2 separate regions of the Pan troglodytes genome follow, and region 1 is linked to region 2. Evidence: chromatin contacts called from public capture Hi-C data. All regions are on one chromosome and are shown on one strand. Each heading gives the region's core, a stretch centred on a gene start, on an enhancer-like site or on the middle of the called end of the contact. The rest is flanking DNA. Distances are from core to core; before and after follow the strand shown. Region 1 has its middle 270 kb from the start of C16H16orf95. Region 2 overlaps LOC129137364 (a long non-coding RNA gene).

Evidence for each region. Capture Hi-C pulls out chosen DNA fragments and counts their contacts.
Region 1: a capture Hi-C map of stem cell-derived neural stem cells shows a contact between it and region 2, with 5 times the contacts expected there. The contact joins two enhancer-like sites. A contact is called at or near these places in 2 of 7 Hi-C or Micro-C datasets (induced pluripotent stem cells and stem cell-derived neural progenitor cells) and 1 of 1 other capture datasets (stem cell-derived neural stem cells).

Annotation. Positions count from the first base shown.
Region 1 is chr18:85,218,729-85,223,292 of NHGRI_mPanTro3-v2.0_pri, forward strand. No RefSeq gene overlaps it. Among named protein-coding and RNA genes, the nearest start is that of C16H16orf95, 270 kb to the right of the region's middle. Within about 2 kb of position 3,078, at least 2 of the 24 cell types and tissues checked have an H3K27ac peak or open chromatin away from gene starts, as enhancers often do. A contact at or near this core is called in stem cell-derived neural stem cells, where this site is marked.
Region 2 is chr18:85,036,162-85,040,415 of NHGRI_mPanTro3-v2.0_pri, forward strand. The region is part of intron 2 of LOC129137364 (a long non-coding RNA gene); the gene reads right to left. Among named protein-coding and RNA genes, the nearest start is that of FOXL1, 300 kb to the left of the region's middle. Within about 2 kb of position 2,965, at least 1 of the 24 cell types and tissues checked has an H3K27ac peak or open chromatin away from gene starts, as enhancers often do. A contact at or near this core is called in stem cell-derived neural stem cells, where this site is marked.

The sequences.
Region 1 (4,564 bases), core at 1,828-4,327, 180 kb after region 2:
CATTGAGACACCCACATAAAGCCAGCCTGTCTTGAGACCCTCCCACCCACCCAGCGTTCATTCATTGGTAGGTCAGAGGCAGACCCATCCTGCCGTCCACCGACCCCTTCCTAAGCCACCGTCAGTCCCCACTGCAGCGCATGCCTAAGTTCTGACAGTGGCCATTCTCTTTGGTGGAAACGTGTCTGTCCCTTGGCCACCTGGACGGTTCCTGCTCATAACTAAAGACGTCATCACTTCTGTCCCAGTTATGTCCGTGCTGACTTCATGGGTCCCACTGTCCCCACCCTTTGAGGTCGGGAGCTGTGATGCTCATCTCCCCCTAGTACTGGGCAGGCACTTGGCCCGCACGGGGGATGCCTGGCCACACAACCAGTTGTTTGTTTCCTTCCTTTCTCGTTCTCCCCAGAGTGTGAGCTCCTGAGCAGGGGCTGAGTATATTCATCTCCCTGTCCCCATTGCCCAGGCTGGGCAGGCGCCATCTGTGTTTGAATAAATGAATCATTCTAGTTCCGTCCCTCAATAAGCCTTTATCTGCAGACCTCCCTTGGAGATCCTGAGCCCTACTGGTCCGTAAATTAATATGAGGCCACATTTGTTATCCCGAAGAAGACACGCAAATGAAATGACTTGCCTAACATCTTGCTCCAGCAAAACCAGACAGAATGTCAAGCTGGTGACATTCAAAAGTTTTGGAAGCCCACAGGGGCCTTTTGGAAGAGAAGGTCAGCATGGAAAGGGGATGGTGATGTGGCTTAGGGGCAATCAGGCAAGTGACAGTGATGTGACTTCAGGTGATCAGGCAGCAGGAGCCTTGCAATGCACAGGCCTTCTCCTAACCATTTTCTCTGCACAGGTTCCACGTGGCCCAATGAGGTAAGCGCTGTTACTGTGTCCACTTCACAGACAAGGAAGCTGAGCATCAGGGCCATTCAGCAATATGACCAAGACCCCACAGTGGTGGAGCCTGAATTCAACAGGAACAGAACGACCTAATGCACAGAAGCAGCCATGTCTCAGGTGGAGGGGAGGAAGGAGCTCAGGGGTTGGGTCATGGAGGATGCGCTTGACTTGGGTTTCCACAGTCAGTCCCCTTCTGTGTGTGTGTGTGTACATGTGTGTTGGTGCATGTTCTGTGCATGTGAATGAATGTGTACAGTGTGTGTACATGCATGTCATGTATGTGTGTGTGTGTGCAGGGGAATTGTGTGTTGGTGAGCACATGTGTGTATGTGTGTTCCTGTTGCAGAAAAACACCTCTCAGAAATACAGCATGAGGCCGTTCATGCAGCCCCCACTCTTCCCATTTCATTGCACCCTTGCTTGGCAAAACACAAGCCAATCGGCATAAACCAGCTCTGCGCACGCGCCTCCTGCTTGGGATCAACAGAAACCTTGGGAGGAGAGAATATTCAGAGGCTGCCTATGACCAAGTAGAAAGTTCATCAAAGACAAGGACCCCGAGACTCTGAGGAGCTCCGCTAGGTTCCCTTCCAAACTGACTCTCAGAAAGCAGAGTAGGGAGCTAAACCAGAGCATGAGTGGGTGGACCGGTTCCCCGCCTGATCTAAGAGCTTGCTGATGTCTGCAGTGGACCAAGGCTACCGCTCAGGTCCCTCCTCCAAAGCCCTGTCCTGCTGCCGTGTCTATAGTGGCTCAGATCTCTCCACATGTCTGCCAGGGGGTCTTCTGCTAGTGAGGAATTCTGCCATGCCTGCTCCAGTTCTCCTACGTGTAAAAAAAAGAGATAACTCTACCAACACCGATGTTCGCTAGCGACCAAGCAGAGAACTTCCTATGCCTCACCTCCCTGAATCCTCCTAAGGACTGATGGAGTAAGAGTCACAACATCCTCATTTTACACACTAGGAAACTGAGGGGCAGAAGGCAGATGATGTGCTTGGCTCAGAGCCTGATGAGGAGCTAGCATCTCCTGCACGAGAGCTGGTGGGATGGCCTGCGTTTGCAGCTCTTGCAGGCATCGTCTCTGTGGTCCAGCCTGATGCTAACTCAGCAGATGCTGCCAGAAGGGGCCTGCTCATCCCATCTGACAGCAGTGTCTCCAATGGCCTCGCAGGGTCCTTCCTTGCCACTGTATGTCTCCTTGTGGGATGCATGTTCGACTGTGCTGGTTCTTTCATCAACGTGCTGTATCCTGAGAAGACTCAACCCCCTCTCTTGCCCCAATGCCTTCAGCTCTGAGAACCCCACAGTTACTCAGTGATCTCCTTAAGGGCTCCTGGATACAGAGGACAGCACAGAAATGGAGTCCCTTCTATTGCTGTCAATGTTTAAAATTTTCCAATGGAAATTGTGTTCACGCCTAAAACGAGGCCACCAAGTGTGCTCAAAACATTCAAGGTCTCTACTTTTAACTCCAACCCTATTAGCTCAGTTTGTTCTGTCTGGTTTTTGTGATTATCAGAAACCTTGCCAGGAGATTTCTGTCTTTGAATATCATCTGGACAATAAGCATTAATCCTTTCCTGAACACCCAATGGATGCTTGGCTGTGTGCAGAGCACTCTGGGATTTCTCCCAACAATCACAGAAGGAAGATAACATCAGACCCAGTCAACAGAAGAGGAGACTGTGGTCTGAGAAGCTCCAAGAGGCGCAGTGACCGGGGATTGCAGTGAAGTTGGAACTTAGCCTGTTTCCAGAGCCTGGGCCAAACTGCCAGGCCAGTATTTTCCCAAATTTGCCACATCAGAAGAATTACTGGGGGCCTGGTGTAAATTAAGAATCATGGGTCCTACCCCAGTTCGAATGTGCCTCGCCGAACCCCAGGACCTGAGAATCTGCATTTTAAACAAATATCACTGGAGGTAAGATTGAGACGCCCTGCCCACACTCCATCGTATAATCAGGTTAATTACCTGTTTCCATCCACTCACCACTGGGTCGGAGCACCTTTCAGAAGTTGGTATGGATGGGATGAGGGCAGAACCCGGGCCTGCACAGCGCCTCCGAGGGCCATGTGGGGCACTGCGCCCCCCCTCCCCCCGCCCCCAGCCCTCCCCAGCTGGGAACCACCCACTGCCCCTGCACAAAGAATGGGCGGAAACAGGAGTTCACCCCGTGCCATTTCTCACTGGCCGTCGGCTGGGCTGGACCTACAGGGGCGATCATGGACTCAGAGCAGCTGAAAGGCCAGGGACACGGGAGCAGGAGGTGGCAGGATCCCTGGTGCAGTGCCGAGGGGCCTGGGAAACAAAACACAGCCCCCCCAAGGCTGGCGGGGGACGGCCGGAGCAATCGCCTGCTGAAATCTGCAAGCTCATCACAGCGCTTGGAAAGCTCACCGGGGACGCGCAGCACAGGACACATCCTGCTCTGCAGAGATAAGAGGCAGTTCCCAGGTTCTCACCGCCGGCATCCCCCGGGGGAGCACACTGCTGGCGGCAAGCTTGGAGGACATGAGAAAGATGCCCAAAACAAACAGGCTGGCAGGGAAGCACCCGCCCGCCAGCAGGGGAGCTGCGCAGGCCCCTTCACCCTTCACCCACCTTGGGACAGGACCTTGTTGGGGAGGGGGCCCAGGGCCAGGGCAGGGGGATCCACACTGACCGGGGACCCTGGTCGCTGATTTTGCTCGTCCCTGAAATCACTCCTCAGGCTGACTTTAGCTCCACCCTAACACATACTGGTTGCGGAGGCCTGGAAGAGTGGCCGCTTGTCTCTGTGCCTCAGTTTCCCCACCTGCAAAAAGGTGCTGCAGGTGGAAACTACCCCTCTGCATTCTTCCAGGCCTTGCTGTGATCATGTGGGTTTGGTTAACGGCTGGCGGCTGAGGACCCTGAGATGCTCTGAACTCTTCTGTATGATCCCATCTCACCTCACAGAGGCCTGCAAGCCTCACACCCTTACCAGTACCATTTACCCCATGAGGAAACTGATGTATGCCAGGTTATGAAGCGTTTTCGAGCTAGGGAGAGCTTAACTTATGCACACATTCTCTCTAGTTCTCAAGTCAAAAAGGTGCTAGAACCCAGGTCAGCCCATTCCAAAGCCCATGGCCTCCCGCACAATTCCAGGGGTAGATATTAAAGTTCTGTTTTAGAACTCCCAGAGCGCCTATAAACTATATTCCACTAGAAAGCCATAAAGAAACACTTTGGAAGCCACCACTTCCTATTACGGGTGGCCTGTCCTCAAGGATTTGCTGAAATTAAGGATCTGGGAGGAGGCTGCACAGATTCCACAGATGTGCCTCCTTGAGTCACTGGCACACAACTTCTCCCTTGCTGCCTCCTGCCTATTGTATACCTTGCCAACATCCCTTGCAGCTAGATGTGACCATGTGACCCATGGGATACAAACAGAGTCTGTTGGGACACTTCTGGGAAACCTTTTGTTTTCTTAATCAAAAGGCACAGTGCTAGTAACCTTCTCCTCTCTTCCTTCTGTGAATACAGATCTGATGTCTGGAGATCTAGCAGCCATGTTGAGGCCATGACAGAACAGACAATAGCAACGTGGTAGACATCATATTAGCTCCCCAAAAGATGTCCACATCCTAAACTCCAGAACCAGGACACTGGAGTTGCAGATGGAAGTAGGTT
Region 2 (4,254 bases), core at 1,715-4,214:
CAGATACACACACACGTGTGCACCACCTAACTTCCCAGCACCAGGGAGGAGGCTCCAATTGTGGGGGGCCTGGTTTGGGGACCTAGACTCACCTGATTTCCCAGACCCACTCCCATCGAAAGCTCAGAGATGGGTGGGGGGATACTTTCATCTTAGATCCTCCCAACCACCTGTGGTAGGTTAAGGTCTCACCTGTGTGACAGCTGAGACAAGCCAGTTTGAGCAGAGACACTTGTATTTATTGTTCCGTCGTCAAGGTCCCCGGACCCCTGTCCTACCCTCTGCACATCCCTCTGGCAAGCCTTCGATCCCCTTCTCAGGACTCACTAAGCTGCTGCCTTCTCCATTTCAGTGCCCTGGTTAGCGAGGGACATTCGCTGGACTACACTGAAAGCTATAATTCCAATAGATCACAGACAGCGCAGCTTAACAGCGACGTTGTTTAAATAGATAACTTATGGTCCTGTGTTTTGAAATAGAAGCTTTCTAAGTCCCGGTGGGATTTAAAGACTGGATTGCTCAAGGGCAATGCTGTCAGCTGAAGCAGGCAGGAAGGAGCAACATGGAGAGATGATTCAGTCTTGGAGCCACACGGCCACCTCGCTGATCATGCACACCTGGTGGCATTTCTCTGCCTGTTGGTGCATTTTGCGGCTGACTGTATGAAGACACAGGATGCGGCTGCGGCCAGCATCATACACCCACCTTCTCACACTGCAGCCCAGAAAGAGAAGCAGAGCCTGTGCAGACCTGGGAAAGCCAGATCAAGGTTCTTCCTCAGGCTGTTGCACAGGTTTAAGCTCAGGGGTACCCCAGCATGTGGACATGGTACAGGTAAGAACCGTGAATGGCACTAGTCCAGTCGAGGATGGCCTGGATGTTGATGATCACCACGAAGCTACTGGACAACACGTCGCTCCTCTGCAAAGCCTGGGGCCAGTGTAGAAACCGAGGCATGGTCTCTGCTCTCCATTGAGGGCATCTATGGGTCCACAGCTGGGCGCTGACCTCAGGACTGTCTGCTGCAGGCCATGGCTGTGCCCACCCAGGGGGTGCTGGGGCAGGTGGCCGGGTCCCATCTGCTGAGCCGAAAGGTTAGGCCAGCGTCTAATTAAAATGACTCACGGTGAACAGGAAAAAGCACTTGGGGGTGATATGGTTTGGTCGTGTCCCCACCCAAATCTCATCTCAAATTGTAATCCCCATAATCCCCACGTGTGGAGGGAAGGACCTGGTGGGACGTGATTGGATCACGGGGGCGGTTTCCCCCAGGCTGTTCTGGTGATAGTGAGTGAGTTCTCCTGAGATCCGATGGTTTAAAATCTTGTGATAGTGAGTTCTCATGAGATCCGATGGTTTAAAATCTCTGATAGTGAGTGAGTTCTCATGAGATCCTATAGTTTAAAAGTGCTTGGCAGTTTCCCCTGGGCTTTTCTCTTTCCTGCCACCTTGTGAAGAAAGTCCTTGCTTCTTCTTTGCCTTCTGCCACGATTGTCAGTTTCCTGAGGCCTCCCCAGCCATGGGAACTGTGAGTCAATTAAACCTCTTTCCTTTATAAATTACCCAGTCTTGGGTAGTATCTTTATAGCAGTGTGAAAATGGACTAATACAGGGGTTTGCTTCTTCCTCCCTCCTTCCCTTCTCTCCTCCCCTCCCTCCCCCTTCCCCCTTTCTTCCCTCCCTGCCTTTCTATTTCCTTTATTCACTCAGTCAGCAAAGGAAACTCCAGTGAGCAGGAGTTCCCTTATGCTAAGGGCTGAGAGAAACTTAGAGATGAATAAAAGATGAGCTCTGGCTCTGCCCTCTGGGGGCTTACACAAGTATGTTTGGCGAGGACCCTGTCTCCACGCCATCTCCTCGTCCTTCCCTCCCTCACTCATCTTGGTGCCAGGACCCAACCACCCAGCTGCCTGCAGAGCCATACCAGGTGGGGCATAGCCAAGCCCAAATGCGGCTGCCCTGAGCCCTGAGGCCACGCCCTCAGCACCAGCCCGTGATCTAGCTCAGTCCCAAACTAGCTGGGCTGGAAAGAGGCCTCCAGGAACACTTTCAAGGGCTCCTTTCACATTTAGCAAATGGCTCTTTCAAGTCCAATGTTCTCGCTTGCTCAGCAGAATTCCGATTTTCTTGATTTATGCTGACAATCGCACATTCTTTTATTGCTGTTTAAGCCCCTGAAAGCACGGGAGGGGAAAACGTGATGAGAATCTGTGGCCCACTGTCTCCCTCCTCGTCTCCCTCACCCACTCTGCTCCTCTGGAAAGTGCTTCTCTCTGAGTTCTGGTCCCTGCTCGGCTGACCACGGAGGAGTGGGAGCTGGCACTGGCATCTGTGCATAGCCCGTATTGACGCAGAAATGGCTGCATGGGAAGAAATTGGCCAGGCTTTCCAAAAACTGGGATGCAATTTCCCCCAACACGTTTTAGGGAACTTTGAACCCTGTCCCTGAGAAGATCTGGAGAGCAGGAGAGGTAGTCCAGGCCACACATGTCTGCTCCGGGCTTGGTTTTGGCCGGGAGCTGGGACAATCAAGGTCAGCTGGTGTCTGAGATTGAGGGAGCACTTCGGTGCGGCCTGGTGTGGCACTCAGGGCCTGCTACCCCTGAGTGTGTGGCCTCAGGCAAGTGGCTTGCCCTCTCTAGGCCTTAGATTTCCTGTTATAAAGTGAGAGATTTGGATAAGCTTGGGAGCTCAGAAACCACTTAGCCATAGACCCCTGCTCACCGAGTACCATCAGAAGCCCATCCTCACACATTGTCAGTGGGTGTCAGCATGGGTCTTCAGGAAGGAATGCCACGATGGAGTCAGGAATGTGAGCTATGTATTAGGGAGGTGGTGCTAGTGCACTGCAGAAAATGGAGGGGGAGCTGGAGGGTGTGGGCGAGCCTTCAGATTGCAATGCTGGTCCGACACCCGTGAGAGGAGAGGGGAAGGAAGGAGCATGCAGTAGCAAGAGCCTCATCCTGCAGTGTATCTCAGAGGATGTCTCAGCCATGCTGACCGAGAGCCCCAGACTGAAGGTGCCCCCTAGAGGATGCCCCTGCTAGGCAGAAATGGAGGGGCCCTGTGCTTCTGCCATGCTTGGCCATTAGCTGCCCTGGAGACATGGGGCCTTGGCTGGAGAGCAGAGGCAGAGCCAGAGGGCACTGGAAGCTGGAGGCACCAGCCACCTTCACCCCACAGCAGGGTTTCTCCTGACATGAGGGACATCTGAGCCATGCACCCCATGGGCTCTTGCCACAAGAATGTCAAATCGGTCAACTTCTTTCAAAAGTGTTTGGACAGTATTTGCCAAAAACTTAAAAACAGAAGATTCTACCAAATAAATTCCACTTCTAGGGATTTATCCAATGGATCAATTCATGCCTCTGTACAAAGAGATAAACATTTTGTTACACCCTTGTTTGTAGTAACAAAAGATTGGAAACAACCAAAATGCCCAGTATCAGAAGACAGAATAAATAAGTCATGGTATGTCCACATACTGGAATACCATGTCCCCACACTGGGGTACCATGTCCACACACTGGAGTACCATGTCCACACACTGGAGTACTATGTCCTATGCTGCCATGGTAAATAAAAAGGATGAGGCATCACCAAGCATATGGACAGGAAAGAATTCCAGGTGAATTGCTGAGGAAAAGGGCAAAGCATTGGAGGCATCAATAGCAGGCTACCACTGAGTAAGGAAAGTGGGTCTTTTCTTTGCATCTGCTCAGATACAGAAACAAAACATCAGAAGGACCCATGAGACACTCACTCAGTGCTCTGGGGAGGGACTGGGAACTGGACTCCAGGGAAGAATTACTTTCCATTCATTGCCCTCCTGCTCCATTGACACTGCTGTTATGTTTAACACACCTGTAGATTGTTTTTTAAAATCCTCATGCAGATGCTCAGCCTTTAAATCAACATCTGAATCTGATACCTTGGTGCCCCCTTATAGTAATTGTTGGTGCCCCCTCTTCATCCCCTGATGTGCCTCACAAAAGACCATTTACTGTGAATCCCTGTGGCTCTAACAGAATCAGCCCACTGCCAATAGCAGACAGGGGATGTGATGTATAAATATCCCAGCTCCCTCACTCATTCACTGAGATAACTGAGGCCAGCTCTACACTGACCCCCAGAGGTCCACAGTGGTACTGAACCCCAGGTGCCCGGGGCAGTGGCTGCCTATGAACTAAAGCTCTGCTGCTGTTCCCCTTCCCTGTCCTGCCTCCCCACTCCCTTGGGGGTTTCCCTGGGTCA